2 separate regions of the Rattus norvegicus genome follow, and region 2 is linked to region 1. The links are chromatin contacts, called in public Hi-C maps. All regions are on one chromosome and are shown on one strand. Each heading gives the region's core, a stretch centred on a gene start, on an enhancer-like site or on the middle of the called end of the contact. The rest is flanking DNA. Distances are from core to core; before and after follow the strand shown.

Region 1 (6,208 bases), core at 532-3,031:
AAGTGTGGCACATATTCATACAGGTAGGCAAAGCACTCATGCATATAAATGTAAAAAAGTAAAAATAAAAACAACCCACAGGGGGTTGGGGATTTAGCTCAGTGGTAGAGCGCTTGCCTAGGAAGCGCAAGGCCCTGGGTTCGGTCTCCGAAAAAAAGAACCAAAAAAAAAAAAAAAAAAACAACCCACAGGGGTTGGGGATTTAAGCTCAGTGGTAGAGCGCTTGCCTAGCAACCGCAAGGCCCTGGGTTCGGTCCCCAGCTCCGGAAAAACAAAAACAAACAAACAAACAAACAAAAAAAAAACAACCCGGAGCTGCCCGAGGAAGGAAAACTAGGACTACGTAGAGAGACCTGATCTCAAAAGCAGAGCAGCAGCAGCAAAGTGATACAGCGCGTGAATTTATTGACATTCAATACATTTTGACATTGTAGAAATACACAAATGTGGCCATCACGTTTCTAGCGTTGGGTGCTCATGACACTTACAGACTAGAGACAAACTGAACACTGTTTATGGGAAGACTTGGAATCTGTCCTCTCAACAGTACGGAATGATCCAGAGTATTGTATAAGTAGGCAACTATTTTTGTCTTGGGACTTTCATAATTAATGGCCTATGTTAAACTAGCTTAAACATTCCTAACACAAAGGAACCAATTCTATGCCAACATAGTTAAAATAGGTTCAGATACATATCCTGTATCTCTCATCAAAACACTAAAAATTCGTTTTAATGGTGTGTGTGAGTGTGTGTGTGTGTATGTGTGTGTGTGTATACATGCGCGCGCGCCTCAGGAGACAGGAGGTGTTGAATTGCCTCTGAGCTGGAGTTACAAACTGGAGTTGTAAGCCATCTGATGCGGGAGCTGGGAATAGAACTTGTGTCCTCTGGGAGAACCGTATACACGCTTAACCAATGAGTCATTCTTTTAGATCCAGATACACTTTCCCACATGCCAGTTTACTGAGTTTACTGTCCCTGCAGATTTAGGGACACAGTTTCAAGCCTAGACATGTGGTAAGAAATCTCAGGACACAGCCAGATCCTAGTTAGTGTTTGATTATGGACAAGTTGGCTTCCTCAGGAGAGGTGATAGAAGGTTCTTGATTCTTACAAAACATCCAGTACAGGTCAGATGTATAGGTCACTCCGGGCCTTCACTGCAGAAAGTGGGAAAGGACGACCTCTGGTGGTCGGGTCCGAGGATTGCTTCTTTTACCTTTTTTTTTTTTTTTTTGGAAGCTCGGGTCAGGCTATGTAGCACAAACCCAAGATTATCCTCAGACTACCCAGTGATGGGAATATATCGACTTCTTTCAGACATACAGTATGTAAAGGCTTCTTAAGGCTAAAGAGTTCTGAGCAAGACGGGACGCAATCACAGTCCTCCTAGGACAAATGGGGAGGCAAGTCCTCAGAGTAGATGCATTTTTCCTGAGGTCACTCAGTAGAGAATTAAGAATTGAACCTAGGTCTCTCTAATCCATGGTTCTTATTCTGAGTGACTCCGGTTTTTTCTTTTTTTAAAAATATACCCTTAAGAGCAGGAACGAACCACTCTGGGGTACCAAGGCGCTAATAACTGGTTTTCAGTGGCGCCTTGGGCGGAAGCTTTAAGCCAAGAGCAATACCAGTATCCTCCTTCCGGAATCCTTAAGGCCGTCACTCAAAATGGTAAAAATCCTCCCGTCCCGGGGCATCTTGGGAAATGTAGTTCTACCTTTATTAAGACTGTGGGGTAAGTGCTATGTAGAACTTCATTTCCCCGATGGCTGTGTGCTTCGTTACCAGAGCTAGAGCTGAAAGGCCGAAACCTTCATCTAGGATTTTTTAAGTTCTCAGGAGGAAAGTGTGACAGCGAAGTGAAGCTTTTGGCTGCTCGGCCGGTTACCTCATCTGGCAGAGCTAGAGGACAAGAACGTGGCGCCCATCGAGCAACCCAACTTCCGGTCGGAGGGCAAAAACCTAGGGCGCTTCTCCTTTAATTGCGGTGGGCGGGACGCGGCGACGCCACCGGCGTTGCTATTGGCGGCGATTGGGGGCGCGGAAACTGAACTGGCACAACTGTCGACCCAGCTATCTCCCGCATTTGGGGCGCCGCTGGTACTACCAGCCCCGTTAGCCCTGCCATGGCTGCTCACAGCCAGGTAAGTCCCTGGAGAGTGGGCGCCTGGCTGGTTGGAACAATGGCCGCGAGAGGGGCGGGTGATGACGTGGGGTTCTAAGGTGACCTCCTCATCCAAGATTACAGGGTGGGCCGGGCATTGACTTAGCACCCCAAGTGCCAGGCTAGATGCTGGACCACCAGGGCGAACAAACAAGTCCCTGCCTCTGGGATGTACGATTTATCGAGGAAGACACAATCAAGGCCCGACCCTTGTCGTGGCCCCAGACGTGGCCCCAGACGTGGCCAGGGTGAGCCTCGTAAGTTTGTCCTCTTCAGAGCAACAGGTCTTTTTGGAGGTGACATCCTTTCCCAACAAGTAGAAGCAGTAGGCCTTTGGGATGCCTGGGATGGCGGAGGCCTGCAGTGTGACATGGGCTTGATTCTGACCCCTCTTCCCAATCCAGAAAAGGACTCTAAATTGGTCTTTTAAATAAGAATTTGCTTCTACATGACCAGGTGATAGCTGGTGGCGCCTGAGAAGACTTGGGTAGAAATAGGAGCCAGACTTTTGATTGCCAATTTGATATTCTGTTTACATTTAGCCACACACAGATTTTAGGGGAGAGGAGGCCTACAAGCAGGAAACCGCTCAGGGAAGAAGGCATTGGGAGGGAAGGGGTCTCACTGATCAGGGTTGAACGTGCTTCTGCCCACTGAGCCTAGGATGGACACGACCTCACCCGTATGTTTCTAAGAGGCTCTGGTGAGGACAGGAGGCAGAATGAGTGAGTACTTGCTGCTTAGTTGGAGCCTCCCCCTGACCTACCCCACCATCTGTTAAAAGGCGTGGTCCTGCAGGTGTGCTTGGGCGGAGCTGGGCACTGGGCCTCACCTTTGTTTAGGGTAGGTATAGCTTTGTGGAATAGCAATGGCTTTCATAGAAATATCCTTTCCCAAAGTTGTTTTGTTTTTTGTTTTTGTTGTTGTTTTATTTTGTTTTTAATTTCTGATGTTTGAGATAGAGGGAGATAACTTACTATGGTCTTGGCTATTTTGGAACTTACCTTGTAAACCAGGCTGGCCTTGAACTCACTGAATTCCACCTACCTCTGCCTCCCAAGTGCTGGGATTAAAGGTGTTTGCCCCCACACTGGGCCCATATTCATTAGTTGTGAATTTATTGATTCTTCTGTTCGTTCTTGGACGCGTGTTTGCTGATTGTGTACCTATTCTTGCCATACTAGTTTTTAGTGGATTCCTTAGGATTTTCTACGTACAAGATCGTGATTCGAGTGCTTTTAACATCTCCTGGTTATAGGAAGAGTCTTGGTTCCAGAGAAGCCTTTGTTTCTGGTTACAACCATTTGACCTTGCTCTTTCCCAGGAGGACCCCTCACTGGAGAGACATTTTAAGGGCCACCGAGATGCAGTTACCTGTGTGGACTTCAGTCTCAACACCAAGCACCTGGGTAAGGGAAGGCGAGTTTTTCTCTGGGAGATGGGAACACCAGTGTACAGCTAAGACATGCTGCTTTTTCTCGCCCTTGGCTTTGGTTCTAGCTGCCAGCCTTCTGGACACTGGGCTGATTAGGCTCCGTAAGCTCCTTTTGCATGAACAGAATCTAATGTTCAGAGAGGTTAGGAGCCTTGACAAGGTCATGCAGCATTTATTTATTTAGGTATTCATTCATTCATTCATTCATTCATTCCTCTTATTGAAAATAGAGTCTTTTCTCACAAAATATGTCCTGATGACAGTTTCCCCTCTCCCTACTATTCCCAGTTCTTTCCCACCTCCCTTCCCATCTGGATCTGTCCCCTTTCTCTCTCTCATTAGAAAAGAACAGGCTTCTAAGGGGGGGATAATAATAAAACATAACAAAATAAAAGGTAATAAGATAAAACAAAAACTATCACATCAGATTTGGACAAAACAAATAACAGAAGGAAAAGAGCCCAAGAGAAGGCACAAGAATCAGAGACCCTGGACTGGAGAAATGACTTAGCGCTTAAGAACACTGGCAGATTTTCTAGAGGACCTGACCCAAATTCAGTTCCCAGCACCACATGGCAGCTCAAAACTGTCTGTAGCTGCAGTCCCAAGGGATCTGACACCCTCCCACAGATATACTTGCAGGAAAAACACCAAGTGTACATTTTAAGAAAAAGTATTAAACACTTGTTTACACATTCAGGGATCCCATAATGACGTTAAATTGGAATTTATATAATGTACCTTGGAGGGCCTGGGTGCAGACCCATGCAGGCTCTGTGCATGCTGGTAATGGAGTTTGAAGAGAGAAACTAGGGCCAGGCGTGGTGACATGCAGCTTTAATCCCAGCATTTGGGGAGGCGAGGGAGGGGAGTCAATGTGAGTTCGAGGACAGCCAAGGCTACACAGAGAAACCCTGTCTTGAAAAAACCAGCAAAAGGTCTGAAGAGATGGCTCAGCGCTTAAGAGCACTGATGTAATGGTTTGCTCTAAGCAAAGAAGGAACTGACACCATTGTTTGTTCTCTCCTTGGGCTTCTTATTAGGTTTGGTTCTTTCTTTTATTTTTATCCTATCTATCTCTATCCCGATCGATCGATCTATCTATCTATCTATCTATCTATCTATCTATCTATCTATCTATCTATGTATTCTTTGGGAGAAGATTTCTCTGTGTAGCCTTGGATGTTCTGGAACTCACACCATAGACCAGGCTAGCCTTGAACTTGAGGCTTCTTGCCTTTGCTCTCAAGTGCTGGGAATAAAGGTGTACATTGCCTCCTCCACCACCACCTGCCTTTCTTTTATTTTTAACTTAGATTGCCTTATTTTATGCACATGAATGTTTTACCTGCATGTACGTCTGAGTAGTATATGTGTGCCAGGTGGCCCCAGAGATAATATCAGATCTCCTGGAACTGGAGTACAGAACCATGTGGGAATTGAACCTAGATCCTCTAGAAGGGTAGCAAGTGCTCTCAATCACTGAACTATCTCTCCAGCACCAAGTTGGGTCCTTTCTTTTATTTTTTTCTTTCTTTTAAAGATTTATTTATTTATGTATCTGGGTGTTTTGCCTGCATGTACATTTGTACACCAAAAGAGGGCATTGGATCCCATGTGACTACAGTTCTAGATGGTTGTGAGCCACCATGTGGTTGCTGGGAATTGAACTCAGGTCCTCTGGAAGAGCAGCCAGTGCTCTTAACCACTGAGCCATCTCTCCAGCCCCAAGTTAGGTCCTTCCAATAGTACAGGGCCTTTTGTGTCTGACAGGCTCTTAGAGTATCAATGGTGAGACCAAGGGCCTTGGGTTGTAGTACAGAAATGTCATGCAAATGTCCTGTGTTGGCCTGCTACAAGGAGAACTGCCAGGCCATAACTGTCCAAACTATAGGTCAGTAATCACAGATGCAGGCCGTCCCAATGGGATCCTGTCATCGTCCTTTGGGGAATGCCTGTGATGGTGGAGATGGGCTGTTGTGCCCCTGCATCCCTGGCATTGAGGTGGGTGCTTGTGATTCTTGAGATCTGAGAATCATCTTGTTACTACTCTCTTCAGCCAGTGGCTCCATGGACTCAACCCTCATGATCTGGCACATGAAGCCCCAGTCACGTGCCTACCGCTTCACGGGCCACAAGGACGCCGTGACTTGTGTGAATTTCTCCCCATCGGGACACCTGCTTGCCTCAGGCTCCCGAGACAAGACCGTTCGAATCTGGGTACCCAATGTGTGAGTTCTGGACTTCAAGGGACTGACAGCATCGAGGGACTTGGTATAAGAGCTGTCCCTCCTTGGGTCCTTATCCTGGCTTTGAGCTTGTCACAGTGGGACATGTGACCTCTGAGGTGCCATCAGAGGCTGAAGCTTCGCTTGGGCTGTCTCCTTATGTTGGAATGGCTGCTACCTGGTGTTGCAGCTCACACGAGGGTGGTGGTGGTGGGAAAAGCACTTTGTTTCTGTTGGGCAGCTCTGGCCTCTTTGGGGTGAGACCGGGACACTTAGGCCTAGGGAGTTGGCGAGAACTTTGGTGTCCTTGTAGGTTCTCATGTCTGTTATGAGTCTCCTGAGTCTGGATGTCTATCCTCAGCAAAGGTGAGTCAA
Region 2 (5,962 bases), core at 2,280-4,779, 190 kb after region 1:
GGGTCCAGCAGTTGAAGCTGGCACTTGAGGAGCTGGTAGTCTCGATCCAGTGGATGGGGTACCTCTTCTACTTTCTCCTCCTCACCAGGGGCTGCCTGCAAGGTCTGCGCCAGCTCGATGTCCGCTAGCACCTAAGAGAATAGGCACTGGACCTTGCCTGCCGGATGGGCTTCCACTTCCATGCCCAGCCCCTCCCATGTGACACATATCCCCCCCCCCCAAGCCTCCGCTCTTCCATCCCCACCCCATCTCTCTGTCTGGCTCTACCCTCCCTTGGCTCTCGGCCTGCCCCTTGCTGCCTATCCCTCTGGACCATGTGACCATCCGCTTCGCTTCTTTCATCTTTGCCCAGCCTGCCTGGTATCCTCTGGGTCAGCCAGCCCTCACCAGCAACATGTCCTTCTTGGCCTGAAGAATGTCAGGGGAGTTGATGGGTGGAGGTCGGCTACGGCCGAAGTTGTGTGGGATGACAGTGTAGAAACAGGAGGACAGCTCTTCCAGGCTCTGGCCGTCCCCTGTGGGGTTTTTCATGGCCTCCTCTAGAGCTTCCAAGGCCTCGAAGCCACGAGCAATCTGCTGTTTGCTCAACTTTCCCAAGGGCATCTTCTTCACATCTGGGGGTGGGGGGGGTGAAGGGATGAACTCAGCCCCTGTAGCCCCTGATATCAGGGGCCCCGTCACCCTGCTGAGAGCTCCTCCTCACCCAGGTTCATGAGGGTCATAGCGTTCTTGAACATCTCTTTGCTGAAGATGTTGGTGATGAGTTTCTGGGTGGCAGGGTCTAGGGAGCAGGGCTTAAACACAGTCCTCACTGGGCCGTCCACCTGGGGAGATAAGGCCTGCATGGGCATTGGGCAGGGCGCCCACACAGGGCAGGATGTTAAAAAAGGCTGAGGTCAGACAGGGAGGCTGGGACTCTCAGGGTGTGAGGATGTGCGGCAGGCAGTCCCTTCCCTCTGTCCCCTCCTGTCCCCTACTGCCCTCTACTGCCCTTTCACCTTCACTACAGCCTCTTGGGTCTCTGCTTCTCCCTGAACTTCTATAAGTGTGTACTTGTTGGGATGGGCCACGAAATGGTCTCTCTCCTCCCATTTGTTTTTAGTCTTCTCCCAAAATTTCTTCTTAAAGTCCTTCTTTGCATCTTCCAGGCAGCCGAAGTGGTTCATCTTGCTCTGGCCCACCTCTCCCTGCAAGGGACAACTTTCAGGGGTGCGCTCTACCAAAAATGTTTGCCGGCCTCTGGGCTGGGCCGATGACCTCTGAACAGCTGGAGATGGAGTGAGAGGGTGGCTCTTTGGATCCCCTTGAAGTGTGCCCAGAGAAGGGAACGTGGGGGAGGGCAGCCCTGGTGATGGCTCACTCACCACTCGGCCCCAGCGATTCCAGCAGGAGAAGCGACCGCCCTCCTCCAGCAGCTGGATGATGTAAAACTTATTATTGTTGTTACCGATGTTGGTCTGGTTCAGGGTACAGTCGTAGTCCTCGTGGACCTGTGTAGAGAGAGTCCGGAAGGCAGCTTGGCTGGGCATGGGCTGGGTATCACACTGGGGAACATCAGGGGTGGGGATGGGGGGGGGACTTGTTTGGCACTGGGTGACTCTGCTCTTGGGGTCACAGTCTGACTGGATGTGATGAAGCCCCTGTTGTGGACATGGGAATTTGGAGAGAGATGCTTCCTGGGTTGGAGGAATCTGGAAAGGACCTGGCTCTGCCCTGAGGGCTGAGTCTGAAGGAACACGGAGGAGGGTCCTGGGGAAACTGAGCCAGGCCCCTTCCTTAGTGTTATGTAAGAGGTAACATCTTAGTGTCTGGTGGTCAGACATGATACACCTTGACCTGATGGAATAGCAGCCCACGTTGGTGGTCTTCAGAAGACATGTATGCAATCCCTGGCTTACTGAGAGACACGGAGCTACTGGGCTAGGACGGAGAACTCGAGGAGGAGAAGGCTGTGGTCTGAACATGGGTTCAGCTCACCTGAATTCCGGGGTTCCCGCTGAGTGGACATGGGGGATCCACACGGATGATGCGATTACCAGCAGGAGCTGCTCTGAGAGCCTCGGCAGTGGACCGGAAGCTGCCTTCCTCCCCTGTGCCCTGTCGTTGCTTCTTGGAGCCCTCGGTTTGCATGGAAGATTTCCGTTTTGGAGCCATGGCTCTCCTGGGGCAGGAGATAGGGAGCGTTCAGATTTGCCTTTTTTCTCCTACTCCTCCTTGGTATACAAATCCCCATCTTCAAAACTGCGCTTCATACCTCAGAGATGCTCCTCCCTAAGTTGCAAGTACAAGGTTAAGGAACCCCGGTCAGTTCTGCCCAGCCTGGGGCTAGGGAGAAGTTGCCTCCCTACTCTCTCCTGCTTGAGGTGTGCCCTGAAGTGGTAGAAAAAGTGAAAGCGGGCTCACCCCTCCCACTTCTGGGGCACCTCCCTTTCTAGAACATTTCCTCCTTCTGTCAGTCATCTGGCAAGGGCTGAATCATCTGAACTATAGGACAAGGACTCTATAAGTAGCTCTGCAGCCGGATCTACCTCTCTAGAGCTTAGGACCAAGTGGTGAAGAAGCCTTTTGCTAACAGTCTAGAGTTCTGGGGTGCCAGCCAAGGTTTCAGGTAAATGGCTTTCAACTAACTGCCAGAGAGCAAAAGCCACTTTAACCCGCCCTTCCCTGCCCTGTGGAGGACTCCAGGGCAGGGCCAGAGGACACTCACCGAAAAGAAACGGAACCTTGAAGAGGTGGCTGTTATTCTGTCTGGTATTAGGAATGCTGAGTGTGCCTCCTAAGAAACAAGTTCCAAGTCTGGGCTCCCATCTAGTGACCCTTCGTGAGCTTTCGGTTTGTCTTTGGTAGGGATTTCCCAGCAACCACCAGAGGAGGGGAAAGAGCTTAGGGGTGGTGTAGAATTCCAGTTATTTGGCCGCTAGTGGGGTGAGTCAGAGGCTGGGTAGGCCGAGGTTGGTGACCGGTCCTACAGATGAGAAGACACTAATCTAGACATATCGAAAGCCGCAGGGACTGACTCGCCCCTCATGTAGCTTTGATTAGGCACACGCAGCATGTTATTTGCCCAGTGAGTTTGGCTCTGGGTTCAGATACTGTCTCCTCTCCAGAGCTGCCGGAAATCCATTCCCTATGTTTTAAATGCCTGGCTGGGTTAGCTTTATCGCCGCCCCAGCGGGGGCGGCGGGGGGTGGGGGAAATCACAGAACCCCGCACCTCTAGCTCCCCCTTGTGGCCATAATATGCAAGCACAGGCATGCCCTCCTGGCCCCACCCCTCCCTGGAAGCAGGGAGTTAGCAGAGCGCAAGCGCCACAGGTCCAGGCCGGAAACAGCAGGAGAGACTTGCTTCCTACTCCAGGCTGGCGACGGAGCCTATAGGAGTTCTTGGAGGCGTGGCTAACTGAACCGGTCCAATAGACGATTGGAGGCGTGACAGGATCTTCTAAAGGGTCCAATGGAGCTGCGGAAGGCGGGGCCCGCCTCGCCGTGGGACCCTATCAGTGTTTCGGGTCTTGCCATGTGGCCGGGGTTTAGCAGCCATGTGAGTTCTTCAGTAGAGGCTGCGGCACCTTGATGAACAGTATGTCGACCGCCGTGGCAACTCGTAAACGGGCAAAGCCAGCTCCCGGGCCCGGGGCGGCCCCGGTGGACGGCAAGCGGCGGCGAAAGGTGAGCATGGAGTTTTCCTGGGCGCGACTGATCTAGTTACTGGGACAGCCATCATTCCATCCCAGGGCCCCCATCGGAGCATGTGTGTATCTTCTCCAAGGGCTCTTTCAGAAGGGAGCCTCCATCTCTTTTCTTCCACCCACCAAATCCTGGAAAACCTTCTGCTTGGCCAGGGCTAGGTGCCAGGTTCCTTTCTCAGTCCCGGGGCTCTTGACCAAGAAAGGATGTTGTATTTCCAGGTAGACTCTGCTGCAAGCAGAGGCAAGTCCAAAGGTGGCGGCAAAATGAATGAGGAGATTTCCAGCGATTCTGAGAGTGAGAGGTGAGTTGTTTTCTACCGAGAGAAAGGATAAACTGAGGCTCATGGTGACTAAAAAACTCGGTGCGACTGGTAACAGAGCTGGGTGTTTGGCTCGAGATCCTGGGTCTTTCCTTCAATTTCTGGCAGTGAAATGTCGTTTATCTCTGATGCGAGTCTATGGGAAGGACCCTGGGCCCCTGGGGGAGGGAGAGCCTGAGACCTTTTTTGGCTTCATGACATGGAGGCAGGCACAGGGCTGGATTGATTGAGAGGCAAGGGGTAAAGTGTACAGAACACATCTTAGTTTTCACACAGCACCACATGACTGGAGTCCTTGGACTCCATTTGAGATGAGTTTTGTCCAAATGATCCTACAGCTTCAGCTTTCTGAAGAATTAAAGCTAGAGAGTGTATTGTCACACATGTAGCCTTTCTAACATTAGGGACTTGTTTCACCGTTAGGAACACAGGGGAGCAGGCAAGTGGAGAGAGGCGGTGTAGGGAGGCGTGTGTCTTGGAGGCATGTGTTGTGAGAACGGAAGAAGCCTTTTTAAAAGTTGAGCCTGGAGAGATGAGGAGTGTGGTGGAGCGGTAGGGAAGAGGTTCAGGGATCCGTGACAAGTCTGGGGTGTTAGTGTGCCAGGGTGGGAGGCTGAAAAGATGAGCGGGCAGGTGACTTGCATATGGAGTTGAGGGAGGTTTGAAGTCTTCCTCATTCAGCTAGTCATGCGATGGCTACAGGGTTTCCAAGGATAGGGTGTTATACCTGGGGTGGAGATTCTTAGTCCCGGGAATCCTGAAACTTTCTGTATAAAAAGGATTTAGTAATTCTGTAGTATACCCCCAGATGGGATTTCTCTGTAGCAGCTATCCTGAAACTCACTCTGTAGACCAGGCTAGCCTTGAACTCAAGAGCTCTGCCTGCTTCTGCCTCCTGAGTACCAGGATTACAGACAGACCTGGCTATCAATTCTGCTTCTAAAAGTGAATATGTGTTGCCTTTTTTATTATTATTATTTATTTATTTATATGAGTACACTGTAGCTATCTTCAGACACACCAGAAGAGGGTATCAGATCTCATTACAGATGGCTGTGAGCCACCATGTGGTTGCTGGGATTTGAACTCAGGACCTCTGGAAGAGCAGTAAGTGCTCTTAACCGCTAAGCCATCTCTCCAGCCCGAATATGTGTTGTCTTAACTTGCTCATAGAAACTTTTTTTGAGGCAAGGACTTTCCATGTAGCCATGGCTGTCCTGAAATTAGCTGTATAGATCAGACTGGCCTCAACCTCAAAGACATCTGCCTGTTTCTGCCTCCAGGACCTGTGCTAAACACTTTGGTTTCTGTTTGTTTTTATTTGTGCGCGTGTGTGCGAGTTTGTATGCACTGTCTACATGCTGATGCCCAGGGAAGACCTGAGACATTGGATCCCCTGAAACTGTCATGTCAGGTGGTTGTGACAGCACCTGAGGGATGCTGGGACTGTAAGAGCAGCAAGAGCTCTTAGCCGATCAGCCATTTTTTTCCTGACCAATCTTTACCCACTCTTCAGTATTTTAATTAACTACAGAATCACCACCCCATTTTCTTCTGCTGATCTTCTAACATGGGCAAAAGTAAAAATAAATGTATACACACATTAAATTCAGGGCTGAGACAGTGTTTCTTTCAAAAGGGATTTTTTAACAAAGGGTGATGCTGGGCGTGGTGGTGTATACCTTTAATCCCCAACAACTGGAGGCAGAGGTGGACAGATCTCTTGAGTTTGAGGCCAGCCAGGGCTACATGGAGAAAATATGTCTTGGGAAACAAAACAAAACAAAAAAACAGAATTGCTAAATCCTGTTTATAAAGTCTGAGCCCCCTTACCTCTAACCAGCAGTCTGCTTTTCGGTGTGTGACCTTAAAGAAGAGTCTGATTGGGCACATTCAGGAAGGACAATAACTCTGGCCTTATTCTTCCTCAGACATTATTTATTTATTTTTTTTT

Evidence for each region. A called contact is a pair of places that touch in the nucleus more often than the background predicts.
Region 2: a contact with region 1 is called in a Hi-C map of liver, with 3 times the contacts expected there. The contact joins the promoter of Rrp9 here to the promoter of Poc1a in region 1. A contact is called at or near these places in 9 of 12 Hi-C or Micro-C datasets (the A7r5 cell line, Schwann cells, frontal cortex and 5 more).

Annotation. Positions count from the first base shown.
Region 1 is chr8:115,799,615-115,805,822 of GRCr8, forward strand. It overlaps Poc1a (POC1 centriolar protein A), which reads left to right and starts at 1,782. Exons shown (of 11, transcript NM_001109296.2): 1 at 1,782-2,150; 2 at 3,495-3,579; 3 at 5,665-5,836; 4 at 6,195-6,208. The coding sequence starts at 2,133. It also overlaps a transcript of Rpl29 not described here.
Region 2 is chr8:115,992,651-115,998,612 of GRCr8, forward strand. Rrp9 (ribosomal RNA processing 9, U3 small nucleolar RNA binding protein) reads left to right here and starts at 3,530. Exons shown (of 15, transcript NM_001108778.1): 1 at 3,530-3,668; 2 at 3,908-3,990. The coding sequence starts at 3,573. Parp3 (poly (ADP-ribose) polymerase family, member 3) reads right to left here and starts at 2,822. Exons shown (of 11, transcript NM_001008328.1): 1 at 2,708-2,822; 2 at 1,978-2,161; 3 at 1,365-1,490; 4 at 999-1,187; 5 at 704-824; 6 at 388-614; 7 at 1-131. The coding sequence starts at 2,154.